Linked DNA regions of Zea mays: region 1 is linked to region 2. A link is a contact called in public Hi-C data. All regions are on one chromosome and are shown on one strand. The core of a region is the stretch at or near the end of the contact, and the rest is flanking DNA. Distances in the headings are between cores, read along the strand shown. Region 1 has its middle 6.1 kb from the start of LOC541910. Region 2 holds the start of LOC100382533.

Region 1 (5,052 bases), core at 1,316-3,815, 390 kb before region 2:
GTCTTCTAGCTGACAAAGACTAGTCAATTTACACGAGTTTTCTCAAAACCCGCAAATTTTTTGTTTTTTCTATTGCGAAGAAAATCACTACTATGTGCATACACCTCTATAGATTTATGATTGGTTAATGATGCACGATCTACCCTATCTTTCTATGCTCCAGCTCACCTTGGCAGAGCTTCTGCTTATTAAAAAAAACTTTTAGTTCAGGCTTAGAAAGCAGTTCAATTGATAAGCTGCTATGCTACAGAAGCTGACCTTTTGGTACAATTTTGCTTAAATATATGAAGAAATTATTAAATAAGTTATCCTAGTCCAAAAATTGTGCATTCCCATTCCCATCTTGCGAACGTGGAAAAATCTCATCCCCGCATTAAAAAACAGTTTCCCAAGAAGCTTGCCAGTAGGCTTGGACATTCGGTTCTTCGGTTCTGTTCCGTTCAACTTCTCGGTTTTTCACAAATTCGGTTTCTAGAAAACTAGAAACGAAATATGCATTCAGGATAGGCGGAACCGAAAAAATCGGTATCGATTCTTTCGGTTCAATTTTGGTTCCTAGCCGAATAGATCGAAGTTTAGCAAAAATAACAAAATAGCACAATTTTAAAGTTTAGCAAAAATACGTAGATGATCAGATGGAGGATTATTGGAGCTGGAGATTGATTGATTTGAAGAGGTTGTGTGCTTATATACTTAGGATTTGGGAAGGTTATATTAAGATATGCCTAAAATTATATTGGTCTATCATGCTTCTATTATATTTCTGTTTTTCGGATAACTCGATTTTCTGAGGTCTAGAACCGAATTTATCTCGGTTATTTCGGTTTTCTGAAACATGAAACCGAAATTTATAAGTGTTAACTCAGTTTCGGTTAATTCAATTTCGGTTCCGATTAATTCAGTTTCGATTTATTTTGTCTAGGCCTGCTTGCGAGGCGCCCAGCCCCCATGACCATGAGCCTGCCGGTTCATTTTGATGGTAGCAAGAAAAGTTATAAAAAATGTTGCACAAATCGTAAGATTACTAATCTTCCATTCCAGTATATAAGGCGTAACTAAATCTAGTTTAAAGACAAAAAATATATTTAATTCTATTTAACAATACTAGTAGTAATACATCGATATACGTATTAAATAAAACATGCCTTATATTATGAGATTCTAATAAAAATGGTTATGTCTTATATTACAGTACTATAAAACCAACCAAACACATTGGATGACTTCAAATCCTGGCTCAGCGAGTGGAGGCGAGTTTTACTAAAAGAACCGAAGGCATCCTTAAGCTTGTCTTGTTAATATTTTTCCTTTTTCTTTGAAACGTTCTTGTTAACAATTTGATCGGTTGGAAGCCGAACACGAGGTCGCATGCCAAAGCTGTTATACTCGTTGGATGCGGTGCGGAAATCTGGGAGAAATGTGGCAGCCTTGAGCTCCTGATTTGGATGGTATTTGCGGGCCACCAGGAATTGTTGGCGGGAAGCAGAAGGGAGCAAGCGTGTAGCGTTAGCTGCGTGACCGAAAGTAAAGACAGCTGAAACAAAAAAGGAAGAAAAAAGAAAAGAAACGGAGCGCAGCAAGGGCGGGAAGCAAAGCGAAGAAAAGAAGCCCGGTCCAGGAGGGCTTCTGGACGGCTAGCCGGCTGGGGTCTGCATGATTTCGATTCATATATAATGCATCGCCTTCATCGCGAGCGCGGCGGCAAGGAAAGGCGGGGCGGACCCACCCCCACATGCCCCCGCCATGCCGGTGCCCATGTGACCGTACGTGCGCAGCGCTGCTGTCTGCTGCCTGCTGCCGGCCTGCCGCGAGAGATCCGCCGTCACCGTCCCCCGGCGCTGCGACCTCTCCTATCCGCTCCGGCTACGTGTCCGTCGGCGCAACGGCTCGCATTTTCTTCCCCCCTTATATAATGGTTCGGATAACAAGGGGGTCCCACGCGTGGACCTCGCTGTCAGCGACACATCGCCTGCAACCAAAAAAAAACGCAAGCTATGTAATCAGTTGCGTGGATGCGATGCGAGTTTTAAGATTCCCGCGAACGTGCACTCACGTGCCGTGGCGCACAGAGGAGAGGACTAAGAGGACCCCGCGAACTTATCCGGATCGCCGCCGGCCACCGATGCCAAAAATTTATGAGAAAATTCCTGGTATGCCATCAGATTTTATACTTATCCCTTGTGTGCCACTGAGTGGCATATAGGTATATTTTTTGGTGTCTATGACATGTGGGGCCAGTGGCATACAAGGAATGAGTATATTTTCCAGTGGCATACGGGGAATTGGCCCAAAATTTATTCGCCGGAGCAGCGAGACCACCTCGCCACCGCCATAAATACGCTCACTAGCGAGCATGGGCGCAGAGGTCGCACGCTGCGTGCACGCAGGCACGTCTTGCACTCCGGGCTCCGGCCAACTTTTACTATTCTACTCTACCGGGGCGCTGCGCAAAGGCTGCCTCTACTGGTGGCCGGGTCTGACCGTCAGGCTCTGGACGGAGGGAGGAGGAGTGGGGGCGAGGGCAACGGGTGGCGTGCGTTGAGACAGTTTTTCTCGTTAGAGTGGGGGCACAGGGTAAAGCAGGCCCCACGCCCTAGACGCAGTCACGCGGCCCTAGGGGGGACCGGTAGTGGTGGACCCTGCCGGAGACGGCTCGGTTTGTTCTCCAGTCGGCCTGGGCACTTTTATCATGCTCTCGGTCGATCGCTAGCTCTCTCGGACCAAGTATTCTTTCGCTGCCATGTGGGCCGCCTAAAGATTTCAAAGAGGCCACTGCTTGATCAGCTGGTTGCTGCAGGCAGACGCACCTTGAATCACGGCCAGTTGGTGCGTGTCTGTCTCCTGGGCCCGCCCAACGGAGGAAAAAACGCCTCTCCGGATGCCCCAATCCACGGCAAGCATCGCGCGCCGCCTTGCTCGATCGGCCTTTTGCGACGATTTCATCCGGCCAGATAGAATATTTTGTCTGTCGTCGTTTCATCCGGCCAGATAGAATAGTTTGGGTAAAGCCAAAGCAAGGGGTCAGAAACAGCTTTTTCGGTGTTGTTATTATGCTTACACTTGCATAGTTCTATACTTGCTCCGGTTTCTTATTATTTCTCGTTGTCTTTTAAAACAATGACGACAGTGTTTCCAATATACAACTGTGATCAATGTTTTTTTCGTGAAAATAGAAATAAACTCTTAATACATTTATATTTTACTTTTTAAATATAGGTGCAGATAAATATTACCTTTCAAAACTAAATAATAAAACAATTATTTATAATAAAAAAATCAATAAGTTTGATTTAAATATTGTCTAAAACAAAAACAAATAGGCACCGGAGGATGTATGTAAGCGATATAATGGCCGCCATCGACTACTGGTAGTACACCACTAGTATTCATTAGCTAGTAGTTAATGGTCCCTTACCTCCCGGCGCAGTGCAAGTGCAAGCAACTCCGTCTCCGTGGCGGCCATGGCAAAGCACCTCGCGGTTATCGGATTCGCGGCCCCATTGACCATATAAAAATTGCACTGTTCTACTCCTGCTTTCCCGGAGAAACGAGGAAAAAGCCAAGCGTCTGTCTCCACGACCACGAGCATGTAGCAAAGAAAAGAAAAGAAATTCAACTTCGCCGCGCCACTTGTCTTCTTCCCTCCGGCAGTCATTCGTTCACGGGTCTTCTTCACTCACGTCTTCTTCGAGCCCTGCAACTAACGTGAGAACACGCAGTGGATTAAAAAATTCCCATGCTGCTCTCGAAAAACGAGGGACAAGCGACAACGGCAAAAGGGCCAGGGGCGCAGACCGCAGTGGCGCGCTCAGGACGCATAGGGGACAAGCACCCTACCCTAGCCTTCTGGATACGTTGAATAAAAATAATATCTGAAGTTTATTAAACATCTAAAGCAGTTTGGAACGCAATCCAGGATTCTGAGTTTTTCTTTATCCAGATTCTTAAAATCGCCTCTAGTTATCCAAACTGGACTGCATATCGCCATTACGAAGTTTAGACTTAAACTATGGAGTAAAATATTTTATGAATTTTAAATGTTAAAACATCATACATTCGTACTACTCCTTAATTTTTTAAAGATGGTACCGCTGTGCTAATCTGAAGTCGCCACTACCTTGTAGTGTAGCATATGAGTGCCTGCTAGCTGTGCTGCCAGCCTCTTTACTGAAAGTCGAAAGAGACGGGATGTTAACCGTACCGCGTAGAAAAACCGGCTGTGATCGATCAGCACCAGGAGGGAACCCGGCCTGTAGTACGTCAGGTTGACAAATCGGCGCACCAGAAGGATCCGTCCGCGTACGTCCAGCGACGGCATGTGAACTGTCGTTTGGCCGCCGTCACGTGCTAGCTCATCTGCTCTGCTTAGTTTCCATGTTAAAACACCGCTTTCGCGGATGAACTGGACTTGATCACATCCGGCGGTGCCCGCCCGGTGCGTATCTCTCCCATCCATCGACATGTGCCTTTCCCGCTCCCCTATATCCTTTCTCTCGATCTCTACAGCCGTCGCGATCATCGTGTCTGCGTTGAGACCTTCAGCTGCTACTGCCAGAGAGAGAACATGTCCATCCAATCCAGGATGGAAGCCCAGATGCTGCCACCGTGAATGGTCTAACTACAGCAGCAGTCATCGCTGCTGGCCATGGCCATGCCTTGTTGCCGCAATGATATATACGGCCGAGGCATGTAGTAGCTAGCTAGCTAGGCAAGTGAGGCACGCGGCATGGATGATGAGAGATCAGTAGCAAAATGCCGCGCGCAGCAGGTACTCCGTACTGTCAGCCACCATTGCAAGAGACCTAGCGGCCGGTGTACAAAGGGACCTAGCGTGCCAGTGCCACCGCGCATCATTGCCTGGTGCAGTGCAGAGCTCTTGCGCTGTGACGAACTGACGAGGTGAGTATTTTAGTACTAACTGGACGACCGATCCTTTTCCTGGATGCATGGTAGTATACACGGCCACGCGCCTTGCGTTGCGTGCTACATTGCATGATTGTCGCCACCGTCCACCGACCAGCAGGAGTCCACGCATCCGACGCGAAAATACAC
Region 2 (4,495 bases), core at 611-3,110:
TTCTCACCTGTAAGGCACTTCTCAGCAACAGAATCTGCTGCCTGCGCAGCTTTCTTGTCCAGTAAGAAAGGCACAAAATGTTCAAGCTGAGACTCAGTGTTTGAAAGGTCAGCAGTCATTCTAGAATGAGTGCTCCAAGACTGATCTTTCTCAGTTGGCACTACAGTACTATCTGTCGGGGAGGTACTAGATTTAGGATGAACACTCGATTGATCAGTTTGACTGTCCATACCAATTAACTGAAGGTGAGCATTACTGTCCATGTTACCAGTTGTCTCATTTCCTCCCACTGATTTCAATAGCATTTCGACAGATTCTGTGGACGTTGCCTCTGACCAGACATTATTAGTTTTAGATATCGAGCAAGATTCAGCTGCGCTAGAGCTAAAATCAACAACACTGCTTCCAGTGGACAGAACCTCAATCCAGCTATTCTCGTGCCCTTGTACGCTGAAAAATGCTTCTGAATCTATCAAATTATCAAATCGAAGATGGCCTTGTAGTTGGTCCTCGATATCAAGTTTTGGCAGTGCAAATGGTCGCAAACCTGATGGGAATTTGCTACTTCCTACACCAGCTAGTTGAAAATTTTGGCTCTGAAAATCAGTATCGTCATGGTCCATGGGTGTATGCCTGCAAAATAGAGAGTTCAAAACATATAAAGTCAAAGTTCCAACAAGTCAAACATAAATCAGCAACTTTGCAGCAAGCAAGCTAAATATATTGGAGCATCATATTTATATATAACATAATTCATATATGGGAGCAAAAGTACTCAGACGGCCACGGATGTGTGAACATCATTGCAACAAACAACATCATGTGTGAGTGTGTATCAGTGTACGTGAGAAATTTAAGGCAGTAGGCAGCATCTCAGACGACTCTACAAGACTGCCACCTAGTACAAAGTAATGATGCTTGTTGTATAACAAATAACCCGCACCAAAATTGCAGTACTGACTGAACCATAAAGACTGGTGTGGCTGTTTTAAAATAGCCAAAAGGGAAGTACAAATTCTACATTTGCTAGCAGAACATTCTCAGTCAACTAAGACCGTACTCCCTCCTGTCCCATGAATAGAACACGTGTGGTGCACTTTGACCTCAGGACCATGAGCTCGCTAGCACTAAACTCCCAGCAAAACATTACTCTAAGCAAGTAAAGCTGTAATTTACAGCGGTCGGATTGAACTTGAACCAAGCCCCAAACCAGTCTGACCGCAAAAAAAACACATGAGGCTACTGAAAACAAAAGGCTCCAAATCCCAATTCCCAGAGTCAAGCAGGAATTCGTAACTACGCCTTCAAAACTACCCGAAAACAATATCAAGTGCCACCCATCCCAAACCCTAACCCACCAAGCTGCGCGCGCGACCCGGGCGAGCCACTACTTGCCTCGTACCCTGCGGCACAAAAACGAGGCACGTCGCGTGAAGAAGAAAAATATAAGGAGGAATGGGAAAGTACCGAGAGGGACTCGCTCGCCCTTCTACCACCCTCCATCAGTGAGCGGAGTCGTCGAAACCTTAGATCCTGCAGGGCGGCGGCGGCGGATGCTCATACCCCGGCGCCCGGCGCCGGAAACCCTAGCTCCTGCAGCAGCGACGGAGGCGAACTCTAAGCGGCGGGGGCAGAGGCTGTGGCCGGCGATGAACGGCAAGTAGCGTAGGCGAGCGGGAGCGGGAGCGGGAGCAAAGAGCGGAGCAGGGTGGAGACAGGAGTGTGCCTTGCGGTGGACTGGTGGTCCATGGTCGGGTGGGGGGCTTTGTGGTTCGGCTGTGCAGGATGTACGCGGCCCGCGCACCGGGCACACCAGTAACTTGCGCACAGCTGGATCGGGTGATTGGGACTGGATCGGGTGATTGGGGCTTCTTCGATGGCATGTTTGGAGGGCCTGGGCTGCCTGGCTCAGGCAGCATTTTTCAGCCGTCAATCAAACAGGCCTTGAGAGCCTGGGACTGGAGTGGCTTTCAGTTTTAGGTCTGGGTTGGTCCGCCGAAGCCGAGGAGGCGAGGACACGAAGCGGCGGCTTGCACGTGAAAAAAACTCACTGGATCAGACGGCGCCCTTGCGGGCGCTCTATCCGGCACTGAAAAAATATTAAGTGAATAATGACTAAATTTATAATAATTTTTTTAATTTGACAAGCAAGAAAGAAGGTACTTAACAGAACATAGATAGCCTGAAAATAATCCACATTATAGTTGCAGCACCACACTAAAACACGGATCATAGCATGACGCTGAGGCTTGTTCTAGCTGGAAACTGGTCCAGAAGAAGACTACATAATCCAAGTCTATGTCTACCTGACACAGCGGGGGGCAGGCAACTAAACGAGATGTATATACAAGGTACTGGTAGCGGTCTCTTGGCCGATACAATCTAGACAGCTAGGTACATAAACATTACACTACTACAAGTGGAGAGTCATTCAATCCACAAAAAGCCAGCGAAACAATCTACCCACAAAAGCGATAAAGATGTCCATCTGCAGAGGCGACTAAGATGTACATCCACAAAAGGAAAGTCATCATCTCTCAGAAAGCAGGTTTGTCAAGGCTGCAAAAAAATAGAAGAATGTGAGCATAAAGGTCCACAAATATTTTGTGTCATGTCTTTCAAGCTAATGTTATATCAAAGCAGGATATTAAACATAGGTATATAAACTCGAGGCTAAACAAACAGGGTCCTGATTCCAAACCAACAACCTTAGTCAGTTTAGTGAGCAATGGTTCTGATGCTCCTTTGTATTATATATATAATACCTAGCAATAAATAATACCCAAAGAACAACCATTAATACTTCACAGTTTCTTGGCCCTTCCGCGTTCAATTTGTGGAGACCTAATCCAGGGCTTGCGTTCAATTTGTGGAGACCTCACAGTTCAAAGCTTCGTCCAGTTTCAAAATGTAGTGCACAGGCACATCATTCATGCAGGCATCTAAGGAGCATGGCTTTTGATTCTAGAATATGTTCCATAAGGAACTCTTTGCAGCAGTTTTGATTTAAATCAAGATTGGGTGATCCATATTCTTATCCAAGTCTACATCTAAATGACTGCAGCAGTCGTTTTTGGCTTGCAGTTCAATCCCATGAATAGTTATAAAGCCTTTGCTAAATGTTCGCACGAGAAACCATAAGTTTAAAAAATGACAAGGCAACCTTGAGTCCTCTGGTTAGGAGGCCGTATCCCTGAGAAAAAGAACAAGAAACAAAGAAAACAGAGGTTAGTGTATAATAGAAAACATTACCTAGGTTTAAACAAAGAAGGAACGTAACGCAAATTCATCTGGTCCTTTCTTGTAAAGCAAATGATTGGCTAAAATAATAGCTAACACGCGCACCAACAGATGCCTTGGCAAGTTCTAGGATTCAACAGTAAAGCGAGGGACTCTCACGGCAGCCGGCGACTCCAAAAAATAACAAACCCAAAGAGTCCTCGAGGACAGCGGTAGATGTAGGGACCTGAAATGTGAAGAGAGGAGGGAGAGCATAGAGGGAGGCATGTAATAATAAATAAGTAAAAGAGGTACTATCCCTGTTGTCGCGGACCGGAGAACAGCTCCGGCGCCCATGCCTCGAGAGTGCAGAGGTGTGGAGACGATGTGGATCCGTGCAGCGACGATTTCGAAGAAGAGGGGAACGCACCACACCACGTCTTCTCCTACAGCTGCTGCGTGTGGGTCTACGGGACCAGCATGGGCGAACTGACGGAAGGGTACGGCGGGGTATGGCGAGGGTGAAAGTCACCTAGAGGGGGTGAATAGGGCGAATCTGAAATTTACAAACTTAAGCACACACTACAAGCCGGGGTTAGCGTTAGAAATGTATTCGAGTCCGAGAGAGGGGAAAACAAATCAACCAACAAGTAAGGCGGATGAACACGGTGATTTATTTTACCGAGATTCGGTTCTAAAGAACCTAGTCCCCGTTGAGGTGGTCACAAAGACCAGGTCTCTTTCAACCCTTTCCCTCTCTCAAACGGTCACTTAAACCGAGTGAGGCTTCTTCCTTAATCTCACGGGTCACTTAGACCCCGCAAGGACCACCACACAATTGGTGTCTCTTGCTTCGCTTACAAAGCACTTGAGAGTAAGAAGTGAGAAAGAAAAGAAAGCCAACCAAGCAACAAGAGCAACAAAGAAACACAAGAACGATCTTCTCACAAGTCCTAATGCGCTAGAATTGAATTGGGGGCTTTGCTTGGATCGGTGGCTTTGATTTGTGTATTAGAGTGTTGCACTTTGCTCTTGTATTGAATGGAGAGTGATGAATGCTTAGATGGTTGGAGTGGAGGTGGTTGGGGGTATTTATAGCCATTAACCACCAAAACAACCGTTGGGGTGGCTGCTGTCGATGGGCGCACCGGACAGTCTGGTGCGCCAGCCACGTCACCCAACCGTTAGGGTTCGGGCGCAGTAGATCGTTTGAGCTTTGTCTTCTTGTGGCACCGGACAGTCCAGTGCGCCAGACCAGGGGACACTTCAGTTTCTT

The links. Hi-C and Micro-C count contacts between places; a contact is called where the count stands out from the background.
Region 1: a Hi-C map of leaf shows a contact between it and region 2, with 4 times the contacts expected there. The contact joins the enhancer-like site here to the promoter of LOC100382533 in region 2. A contact is called at or near these places in 5 of 25 Hi-C or Micro-C datasets (ear, endosperm, leaf and 1 more).

What each region holds. Positions count from the first base shown.
Region 1 is chr9:121,474,999-121,480,050 of Zm-B73-REFERENCE-NAM-5.0, reverse strand. No RefSeq gene overlaps it. Among protein-coding and RNA genes, the nearest start is that of LOC541910, 6.1 kb to the left of the region's middle. Within about 2 kb of position 2,565, at least 18 of the 20 cell types and tissues checked have an H3K27ac peak or open chromatin away from gene starts, as enhancers often do. A contact at or near this core is called in ear, endosperm, leaf and 1 more, where this site is marked.
Region 2 is chr9:121,087,341-121,091,835 of Zm-B73-REFERENCE-NAM-5.0, reverse strand. LOC100382533 reads right to left here and starts at 1,860. Exons shown (of 17, transcript XM_020543763.2): 1 at 1,468-1,860; 2 at 1-633. The coding sequence starts at 623.